Regions from separate parts of the Gossypium hirsutum genome. Here region 1 is linked to region 2. The links are chromatin contacts, called in public Hi-C maps. All regions are on one chromosome and are shown on one strand. The core of a region is the stretch at or near the end of the contact, and the rest is flanking DNA. Distances in the headings are between cores, read along the strand shown.

Region 1 (5,229 bases), core at 1,362-3,861, 130 kb before region 2:
GAAATCATTGAAAGTTGAAACATAGGTTTCATTTCAACACTAAAGATTTGACCTCCAAATCCACTTTCAGATTAGCTTCTTCAGCTCTTTTTTTACCGTGGCCTTGCAACTCCAGAAAGAAAAACAGTAATAGCTGAGTAAGGATTACAATTTTACTCTTTGAAGAAATCTAGCAAAAACATACATTATACTCTCACCTGAATAAAACTTGAAAGAGAAACACTAAGAACAATCTTTCTACACGAGTTCCATAATTTGATTATAAAGTAAATAAACTAATGCAGACATGAATTAACAACTATACTCTACGCCCCCCCCCCCTTTTCTTTCATAAGCATGAATAGTGAATTCTATGTAAGGAAGCTACAAAAAAACTCTGCCTACCTGTTTGACCTAGGATTTGAAGGTTGTTTACTCATCAAGGCAGGTTGTGAATCTTGAAAAGAAACTACTTCCTCCGCACCAGAGGAACGAGCTGCAAATAAGAAGAAAAATAAAGGGAAAAAAAATCCAAGATAGTACAATGTTTGAAGGAATGAAGAATCAATATAACTGGAAAACAGAATCACAATATAACAATACCTGCAACCGAACTGTTTTGAACTTCTCCTGGTGCAACACCAGTTGAAGTACTCGATTCTCGTCTTTTCTGCATTCTTTCTTCTTCATCCTGAAGTTCCTGCTGCCTTATTCTAAGTTGTGCTTCTATGACACGTTGTTCTTCCTGCTCAATTCAAACAAAAAAAATAGATCTATTTTCTATCTAATGAAAACCATAGGAGGATTTTACACCTTTCTTTGTTTGTTTGGGAGAGAGAAGGTGGTCTTACAATTTGCTCCATCCCTTTTTCTTCTTTTGTTTTCACACCTCGATACTCCACAGCATAGTTTGGGGTTTTGCAGAATGGACACCTCAATAGTCAAAGAACGCAAACATCGGTATACAAGTACATAAACAACTAATCAAATTGACATGTTTTGTAGTCAATGTCATTAATGTGAAGGATACTGCGTAGGACGAGCCGAATTAGGATTCTTCATCTGCAGAAAACATTCTGCTTCAAATAAAATGTGTCAAAATTTCAATCAGCAGTATCACTAAGTATCAATCAGAAAAATCACCGATGGTTTACCTGTACAAATACTTTTCCTGCAACATCTTGATCTGTTGAGACTAGGATAATACTGAATGGAAAAAAAATCATATGCAGTCACTAATAAAGCAAAAGGATGAAAGATTATAAAATTTATGATATGAGAGGAAACATAACTACAGAAAGCCAATGACATAAATGCATACCAAAAAGCAAATTGGGCATTCTTCAAGATCAGAACAACACTCTTCATCCCCAGGATAACACGGAGCGAGCTTTGAATCAAGTATCAGCTTTCTCAGCTTCTTAATATCTACATCTATATCAATATCCAACCCTTGCGGCCGTGTATACCTCTCGTCCACCACTTGCCTCTTCCTTCCCAATTTATTGCCCATCAATAATATATATATAATTCGTGTTCCAAAAATTGTTCTCTTCCCTTCTTCTCCTTTTACTTATTATTATTAGATTTACTCTTAAAATTCTCCTGAACCAAAGCCAACCAAATAACAACACATTTTTGTTTTGATTATTTGGTACGCTCAAAATATCAAACACTTTATGAACAAATAATCAAAATTGATAACAGTTCACTACTTAATATTATGCCACAAAGGATCCTGCAAATGCAGCTAAATAATACTTAAAAATTAAACATAGAAACAAATTAATAATTTCTAAAAAAAATGATTCCAAAATGTGAATTCACTAAGGGAGAGAACCCTAATTATTGGATTACTAAAAGAAATTAACTTAACAAGTTCAGTTCTCACAAAATGAACTAGCCACAGCGTATTCATTTCAGAAACATTGACATACTCCCCAAAATAACAACAATAATAATAATAAGACTAAAACTTCAAAATAAACCCATTTCGGGAAACAGATAATTTCAATAAGGAAAAATTATACAAAGCAAACCAAAAAAATAAATAAATATCGAAGAAAAAAAGAGACAAACTTTACTAAATTAATCGAGAGATGAGCGAAACTGACCTTCAAATCCAGAAAATGGAGTCCGTGAATAGAAATTAGAGACTAAAAAAAAAGGAAAGAAAGAGAGAATAACGAGAGATTCTCCAATGCTAATGAAAAATTAAATCAGGAATTTTTCTCATACAAAAAGAGAAAGATTGTCATTTTCTTTCTCTATATATTCTTAGTGGTCTTTTTCATAATAATTTCTTTTTAACAATAAAAATATTAATTAATTGTTTAAAAAAAAAGGTATTGTTTTTGACGTGAAATTAAATTTAGAAGATAATGCAAAACGATGAAAAATAATTAATTAAAAGAAACAGAGAAGAAGAGTAACATGGGAAGAAAGGGATTATGAGGAAAGGGGGCGGAGTAATACAGAAGAACAAGAATCAATCTTATTCATATATCCTTATACTTCACCAACTATTCTTTTCTTGCGGGAGAGGTCCGCTCCTCAATTTCATTACATCAAACTTAATTTAATCCCTGTCATTCTTGTTGTAGTTATTAGAACAACAAAACTCGAGTATCTTATTTATAGATGTTTGAGTTAGACAAGATCATGAATTGGTGGGGTTCGATTTGGAGTTGACTCATGAATTGATACAGACTAATTAAATCAGGATAAAAATAGATCGATTGGTTGAATCAGTTTTTTATTTTTTATGAAACTTTAATGATTTATTTAATGGAATCCTACAAATTAACCAATTCAACCCTTTATCATATTTTAAAAACCTTCATATTAACCCTCCCTTTTAAGAATTTAAAGGATTATGGATAGTATTATTCGATGCTTAAGTTATCTTCCCAAGCTTAAGGGCTTCCCAAATTTTGGAATGGTTTGGGGCCTTAAGTAAAATATTATGTCTAAAAAATGAGTTTGGGTAAAATTAAGCTTGTTTAAAAAATTGTATTTTTAAATTTTGTATGTAATGATCAAATTAACAAAAATTGTAAATGTTGAGAGCTAAAAAAATTATTTTATATTTTTTATAAGTAATACCACATCAACGATTCTCGTCTTAGATTCTTAAATAAAAAATACAAGGAGTCAATGTCTCATAAGTAAACTGCAAAGGTTAATTATAAATTTTGAAAAAGTATCGAAAAACAATTGATGTTTGAGCCTAGTCCCAATTATGGATAAATAAAATTTAACATTGTATTTATATTTAATTATTATATATTTAATATTACCCCAATGTTGTCTCTCTTTTTCATTTTCCTTCTCATGCCAAAACCCTTAATCGCTCCCCTTTCCTTTTTTCTCTGCCCGCGACACCAACTTTCGAGCTGGCTAGTGGCTACTCCCTCCTTCCTTTCTCCTCCCTTTTTTTTCTCTCAGTCTCTTCCCTTTCCCTATCATTTTTCCCTCCTTCTACCATTGATACTGTCTCTTTCCCCTTGTCTCTCCACCTACACCATTCTGACGCCACTCATTGCCTTCATTGTTCCTGCCTTCCCCCCCCCCTCCCTTTTTTTGGTTGGCTTATGATATTTATGGTCTCCCCCATGATGGGGCTTGTGCTAAGCTTGTTATAACTCATGTACGAGTCTCTGATGACTCGTTTCTCTTTAGGTGTATTATTATCTTTTTCGACCTCTAGACCACCATGTAACCATTATTTTTATTGCATTGAAATCTTCATAAGAAATTATAAAAATAATATTTATCCCAAATCCATTACCTCATTATGATAAAAATGCCCTAAAGCCCATTACTCAAATATCAACACAAACCCATAGCCCATTATCCAGGTACTAAACCCATTACTCAAATACTAACTAAGAGCTTCTTTGGATAAACATTTATTATTATTGTAGTGAGTTTAACTTTCTTTTTATCTCACGTTACAGTATCATAACAGTATTTAATCTTATCGCTTTCGTATTTAAGTTTATTCTAATTTTGCTATTTTAATTTGACAATATTGTGCTCGCTTTCAACATTAGTATGATATTGTGATGTGATTTGCATTAATATAAAGTATAATAATAAACTTTTAAATAGAAAAATTCTGGGTGGACCATGAATTGCATTAGTATGATATTGTGATGTGGTTTGCTATTGACCAGACATCAAAAAAGGTATGCACACCTAAAAGAATCAATCAAATTTTGTAGAATAAGAACCAACAATTCCCAACTCATTAAACAAAGCAAAGAAAGAATCAAACCCAACAAAGGAGTGCCACAGCACCATGGGCTGTTTTTTGCTCCGCCCCACTTCGCCCCAATTAAATGGAAGCATTTAATTATAATTGTATCGGCCATAAACTTCAAAATATATGATATATCTGATTCTGAATCCATCTGATATATCATAATTTTTAATGTTTTTATATAATTTTTTTATCAAAACTAATCACAAAAAGGTAAGATAAAACTGTTGACGCCATTTTTTGGATGGAAAATGGGGTCGACTTGGGTTTTGAAAAATGAAACGGGAGTCGCCACCAATCTTTTTTTATGAGGTGTGATTGGATCACCTCGAAAAATGGTTGTTTTTAATAAACGGTTTGATTTTATTAAAACAATAAGTTTGGTCCACGAAATTCAAAAAAACGGGTTCGGGAGTCGGTTACGCACGAGGAAGGATTAGCACCCTCGATACGCCCAAAATTGGTACCTAGTTGATTACTTAATGTCTTAATGTCGAAATTTGGAAAATTTAAAGAAATGTAAAATACGATCCTTTGTTTTGAAATGACTTGTATAAAATAGGTTGCATATAAAAAAACTCCTACTATAAAAATTTAAAAAAAGATATTCAATCGTTCAAGTCAAATGAGGAAATCGCAACCTAATACGTTAGGGCACAATTTCTCAACATTATGAACATTGAATATTGCCTCGGTTATTTTTAAGAAAATCATCATCTCGAAAAAACAACATGTCACATCCAATGCGTTAGGACACAACATATTGAATTCCCGATAATGAGCTTTTATTCATGTTTTTCGATTAAAAGAACATTCTCGACAATTTAGACTCAACGAAAGAAATCGGAACCCAATACGTTAGGGCTCGATCCTTTCGAAAATCTCAAATGCCGAGTATCGTTCTTATTTTCAAAAATTTTCCCTTTTAAAAAATTTAGGTAAAATTGATGTAATGCTAAACTCGATATACGCGTAAATGTCACATT
Region 2 (5,220 bases), core at 904-3,403:
TAAAAATGAATTGGAACACTGTCATCGGTTATGGATCGGTTTTAGCATAAAAGCATTCGACGATTGGGGTTAAATAAATCGGGAATGAGAAGCCAAACCATGATAGTTCCAGCAGCAGATGCAGCCCTAGCTGTTGCATACTCCCCTGTCACACAAATTGAAAGGGATCTCACTCAAATTGGCTTCCATGAAACAAGAACTAAATAACAAAATGAAACCGATTCCATACCTTCAGGATGAGCCATTTTTTGCATGGCAGTTGGGGCAATCATGATAGGCATTGATATCTTGAAACCCAACACAGTTGTGGTCATGTCTATCTTGCTTACATCGATGAGAATACGAGGACGAAACCTTAAGAACGAAGAATGTCAACAAATTGAAACATAAACATTTAGCAATAAAGGAACAATCTGGTCTTGTTTTGAAAAAAAAGCTCACAGTATCTTAGTGAAAGCAAATCTATTCTCTTGCAATGTCCATTGGTCCTCAGCACCAGATGCGTAGTAGTCATACACCATCTTTGGCAACTTTTGCTTCGCAATTTCTTGATACTCGCTCACATTTGTTATCTCCATCTTTGCGGTGAAATGTTAAAAGAGTCTTCTGTCTGAAAAAACATATGATACCAGTAAGGATTAGGGACCAAAACAATGTAACCAGACTAAATGGTACGGACAATAGTTGAATCAAATGTTGGGCTTCAAGACCTAGACTATGATTTAGCACTCATTATATACCTTTTATCTTTTGAAAACTTATTTTTAACTTGACATAAACATTTAAATAATTAAATCAAAAATTTTAAAAGTGTTCTTTTAATAATTTTAAAATATTTTTCAAAAATAATACTAAATTAAACCATATTACATCAAAGTTTCAAATACATGCAAAAAAAAAAAAAACTAAAGAGATGAGATGAAACTAATTAAACCTACGTTCCATAGATTGTGAATAATATATATTTTAAAATTTTCTATGTATTTAGATGTTTTAATAAATTTAAAAATTCCTTTAAATTATCAAAAATAGAAACTCTTTTGAGTCATACTAGAATAAATTTTCACTGAAATTTATGGGGTAATATATATAAGATACAAAATGAATTAAAGTAAATGAGACTTTAACCTTTGAAATTAAGAAATCTGACTTTGTGAGATGTTTACCATCATTTTTTCAATAGTTTTATGATTCATAAATTTTTTTTTGGAGTTAATGATTATCGCTTTTAACTCCATATATTTAACATAAAAATTATCTTCAACTTCTAATTTTTTCTCTAAGTATGTGCATTCAATATTTATATTTCATACATATTCAAATATGAATATATTATAGAATTCTTCAAATATATAACTTGAATTTAAATAACATAAATCGAGATAAAAACAATAAGAAAAAAAAGGGATATTTAACCTCAAAATATTCAATAGAAAAACATAAACACAAACTACATGATATTCTGCTGAGCCAAAAACACTTATGTTACATGGATTTTTCATTTATTCTAAAATATTTATATTCAATAAATATTCGAATATGAATATAGAAAAAATTATCATCCCAACCTATGAAAAGAACTTGGGATAAAGTTTATATGTCAAACACACCAATATCAGAGACTTAAACTTGAATTTAGCTAACATAGCAAAACATAAACATGGGGGAAATGTAGTGTAAAATTGAATATTAATGCAGCAGAATCATAGAAAGTGTATATATTTTAGTCTACCGTCTAAACCAACATGGCCAAAAGACAATGAAATAAGGTAGAGAAAAGGCATACCCTTGGGTTCCAAGACTATGGAGCACAGTGCATGAAGGGAATTAAACCAGTTGTGGAAATACTCTACTTATTAATAAGGGACTGATTGGCAATGAAAAATATTTAAAAAAAAAGGTTTTATATTTAAAAAAAAAGGGATACATATTAAAACATGTAAGAATATATATTTATATTATATTATATGGAAATCACAAGTTTAAGTGGATGAGCATTTGGAGGTGAGAAATTGAGACCAAATCCTATTTTGGGGTATTGGGGAACTCTCATCCACTTATCCTTTGTGTGTTTCACAGTGGTTCTTTTCCTATATTATCATTTCTCAACCCAAAATAAATAAATAAAAAGAATAAATGGATAAGGGAAAATTAGAACAATGAATAAGGTATATAATATATTTAAAAATTCTGTGACATGTGAAAGTGACAACAGTGGTTCTGGCTCTCCCCACCTCACTCTCTCTATGGATATGAGATATGAATGAATGCTACATTTTTGGTAAAAACAACACTTGGGTCCTTTCTAATTTTAAAATTAAGTGAATTGGTCCCTCTCAAAAAATTAAAAATAATTTAATTCATGTCAATTTTGAAACTGAGCAAATAAAAATAGTTAATATTGGTACTAATGATTTTCATTAAAGTTATCCTAAGTGGTAATAAAAAGAAAAAAGAAATTTAAGTTTTTTATAAGAACCACATATGCCAAACGTTTTTCTCACATTCCTTTTTTTTTTTTTGGAATGATTAATTTATTCAAAATTTAAATTAAGAGGACCTAATAGGTATATAAACCTACATATGAATGGAGTGAAATTATAATTTAAATTAGGCTTGAATGAGTGTGGACTACTTTGGGGCTCCTTTAGTGTTCAATAAAAAGTAAAATATTATCAACTAAATTTTAATTAAGTTGAAATTATTACTATAGCGGCATCTTAAATGATATGGGTTTAAATTTATCCTATGCTTTATTAATTGGGGGTTATCAATAGTTTAAAATTTGTATAAAAATAAAATATTACTATTAATGTAATTTGAAAGATTGTTGATTTTTTGTATGTTAAATTGTAACTATCGTAAGAAAAATAGAGATGGAAACCAAGATTTGTTCAAGCATGTGGAAAACTTCTTACAATCACGTGGTATTGTCTAGAGACTTAATAAAGTGCTAAAAAAAAGTATAAATTGTAATTTAAGTCTTATTCACTCACTAGGTAGTAATCTTATTTCTATACTCAAACTAGATATTTTTCCTTCTAAAACTCTCTCCGAAAGCTTAAATGTAAACCAATTGACTTAATTTAGTTTACTTACAATGTTTTGTGAAGAAACGTGGGGTACTTGCAAAAATAGCACTTGAAACTGTAGCCATGATTTCAATCACGAAATCAAAAGTATGAAAACATAAAGATGAATACTGAGATTGTTTACACAGTTCGACCTTAGTCTAAGTTTGTAAGGCCGTACCCAGAATAATGATCCACTATCTTTCTCATATTATAACTAATGATTTAGGTCCTAGCATTGATCTAACTCTCACCAATTTATTGACCTTACTGTTGTACAAAATCTAGATCATCCTCCCTCTAGGCTATTGGATCTGATGCCTTAAGTGTAGTATTTTCTTCTATGTTCACTTGCATTTTTCGAACAAATTGGTTTAATAATATCTATTAATTACAATAATACCCTATGTATATCATTCTCAATAGTTTTTCCACGCAAACCAAAATAAAAGTAAACATTGGCTCAATAGTTATTTAACGTTTAACTAATACTAAGTGGTATTACGTGGTCAGATCATAATACGGAAAGACAACTTGTATCAGTAGATGAACTTAAACATGTCATTAGTCTAGTTGAAAATGAACAAACCGATTAAAAGACTAATATGTCGTCTATTCACAAGTAACTAAACTTAATCCGCAAGAAATCAATCATCAATTCTTCAAGTCTTCAATTTGATTCTCCTTTTTCTTGATTTTGTTTGTTTGCCTTTAAAAATACGCCGCTGATAAACCACACAGGCCATCAAAATAAGATTGTACTCATTTGATTGAAATTGTGCTAATCAAAATAAGACAAATTTTAATCAACTGCCAATTATTTTTTAAGTTGCAATTAATATTATAATTGGAAGGTAAATTTTGCATTAACATAATTTGTATTTAAATTTATATAATAAGTACTTCTCATATTTTCTTACACATCACCGATTCCAAAAAAAAAATTGTTATATTTAAATTTAAATGATAAATAAATAATTTCCATTATTCAATTGCAATTTAAATAGATTTGTTCAAGAATTATATTATTATTCAAATTTAAAGGTGTTCTCGAATTATAATAGAATTTAGATAAAAATGTAAAGCCGAAAAATAGATTTAGACAAAAATTAAAATTCACTTTTTATTCTAGTCAAGATTTTAAGTGAAAATTTTGATCTGGCTCGACTTAAATTTATACTATTACATTTAATGTCTCTCAAACATCTCGATGTGTTATAAATTATATAATATAAAACATTATAAACTTTAAAATGAGTCGGGCTTGGGTTTTGAATGTTCAAGCCCAAGCCCAATCCATATTTCAAGCGAGCTTAATTTTTTGTCTAAACTCATTTTTCAAATCTAATGTTTTTGTCCAAATACTTTTAAATTCAGGTGAATCTTCGGATCTGAATAGATAAAACTCAACTCATGAATAGGTTTAACCCACAATTAATAAAGCCCAACACACCAAAGATAAAGAAGAACATAAAATGTGCCCTTAGCCCCAAAATGGCAAAATTTCATCACATGATTGCCCTAACTTAAGTGCTATCCATCAATTAATTAACATTAATGCAACCTTGCAAAATTAACAATTTATTTTAGTCTCTTTTTCACTATTTTACTTAAAGGGTTGAGGATTTTATATTTTATACCCATCAAAGCCATCATATTTTATTAATATTATTTTTATTGTTTTTGTATCAACTTATTTATTTATTTATTTCCTATTATAGTTGTAATTTTTTTTAAAAAAATTCATACTAAATCTCAATGGATAAAAGCTAATTAAAGTAACATAAAAGAATTTAATGAAGAAAATTACAAAAAAAACCTCGTATTTAACTATAACAACATAGAAAGCCACCAAACAACAATATTCCTTATCATAAATTTTTAATCTTTTTAACCCGTATGTTGGCCTGATAGTTAGAGGGTGTTCACCGTTTTAAATGTGACTTAGGTTCGAGTCATATTAGTCGCATTGCTGTTGGGCTTTGCCTTTTTCTTATAATTCACAAAAAAAAAACTAATTTTTTTTAACATTTTAAATCTATTAATTAATTTTTGACTTAAGTATGTAAAATGCCCTCAAAATTAAAAAAAAGTAATTAAGCTCCAACTTTTTTTTTTGCATTCAATTGGGTACTTAAACTTTTAAAAT

Evidence for each region. Hi-C and Micro-C count contacts between places; a contact is called where the count stands out from the background.
Region 1: a Hi-C map of leaf shows a contact between it and region 2, with 2.0 times the contacts expected there. The contact joins the promoter of LOC107936183 here to the promoter of LOC107936173 in region 2. A contact is called at or near these places in 2 of 34 Hi-C or Micro-C datasets (both in leaf).

Annotation. Positions count from the first base shown.
Region 1 is chrD01:3,460,023-3,465,251 of Gossypium_hirsutum_v2.1, reverse strand. LOC107936183 (E3 ubiquitin-protein ligase DA2L) reads right to left here and starts at 2,611. Exons shown (of 9, transcript XM_016868866.2): 1 at 2,094-2,611; 2 at 1,301-1,584; 3 at 1,134-1,185; 4 at 1,010-1,055; 5 at 831-912; 6 at 583-724; 7 at 385-475. The coding sequence starts at 1,492.
Region 2 is chrD01:3,325,303-3,330,522 of Gossypium_hirsutum_v2.1, reverse strand. LOC107936173 ((S)-2-hydroxy-acid oxidase GLO1) reads right to left here and starts at 2,153. Exons shown (of 12, transcript XM_016868849.2): 1 at 1,787-2,153; 2 at 442-610; 3 at 230-354; 4 at 99-145. The coding sequence starts at 578.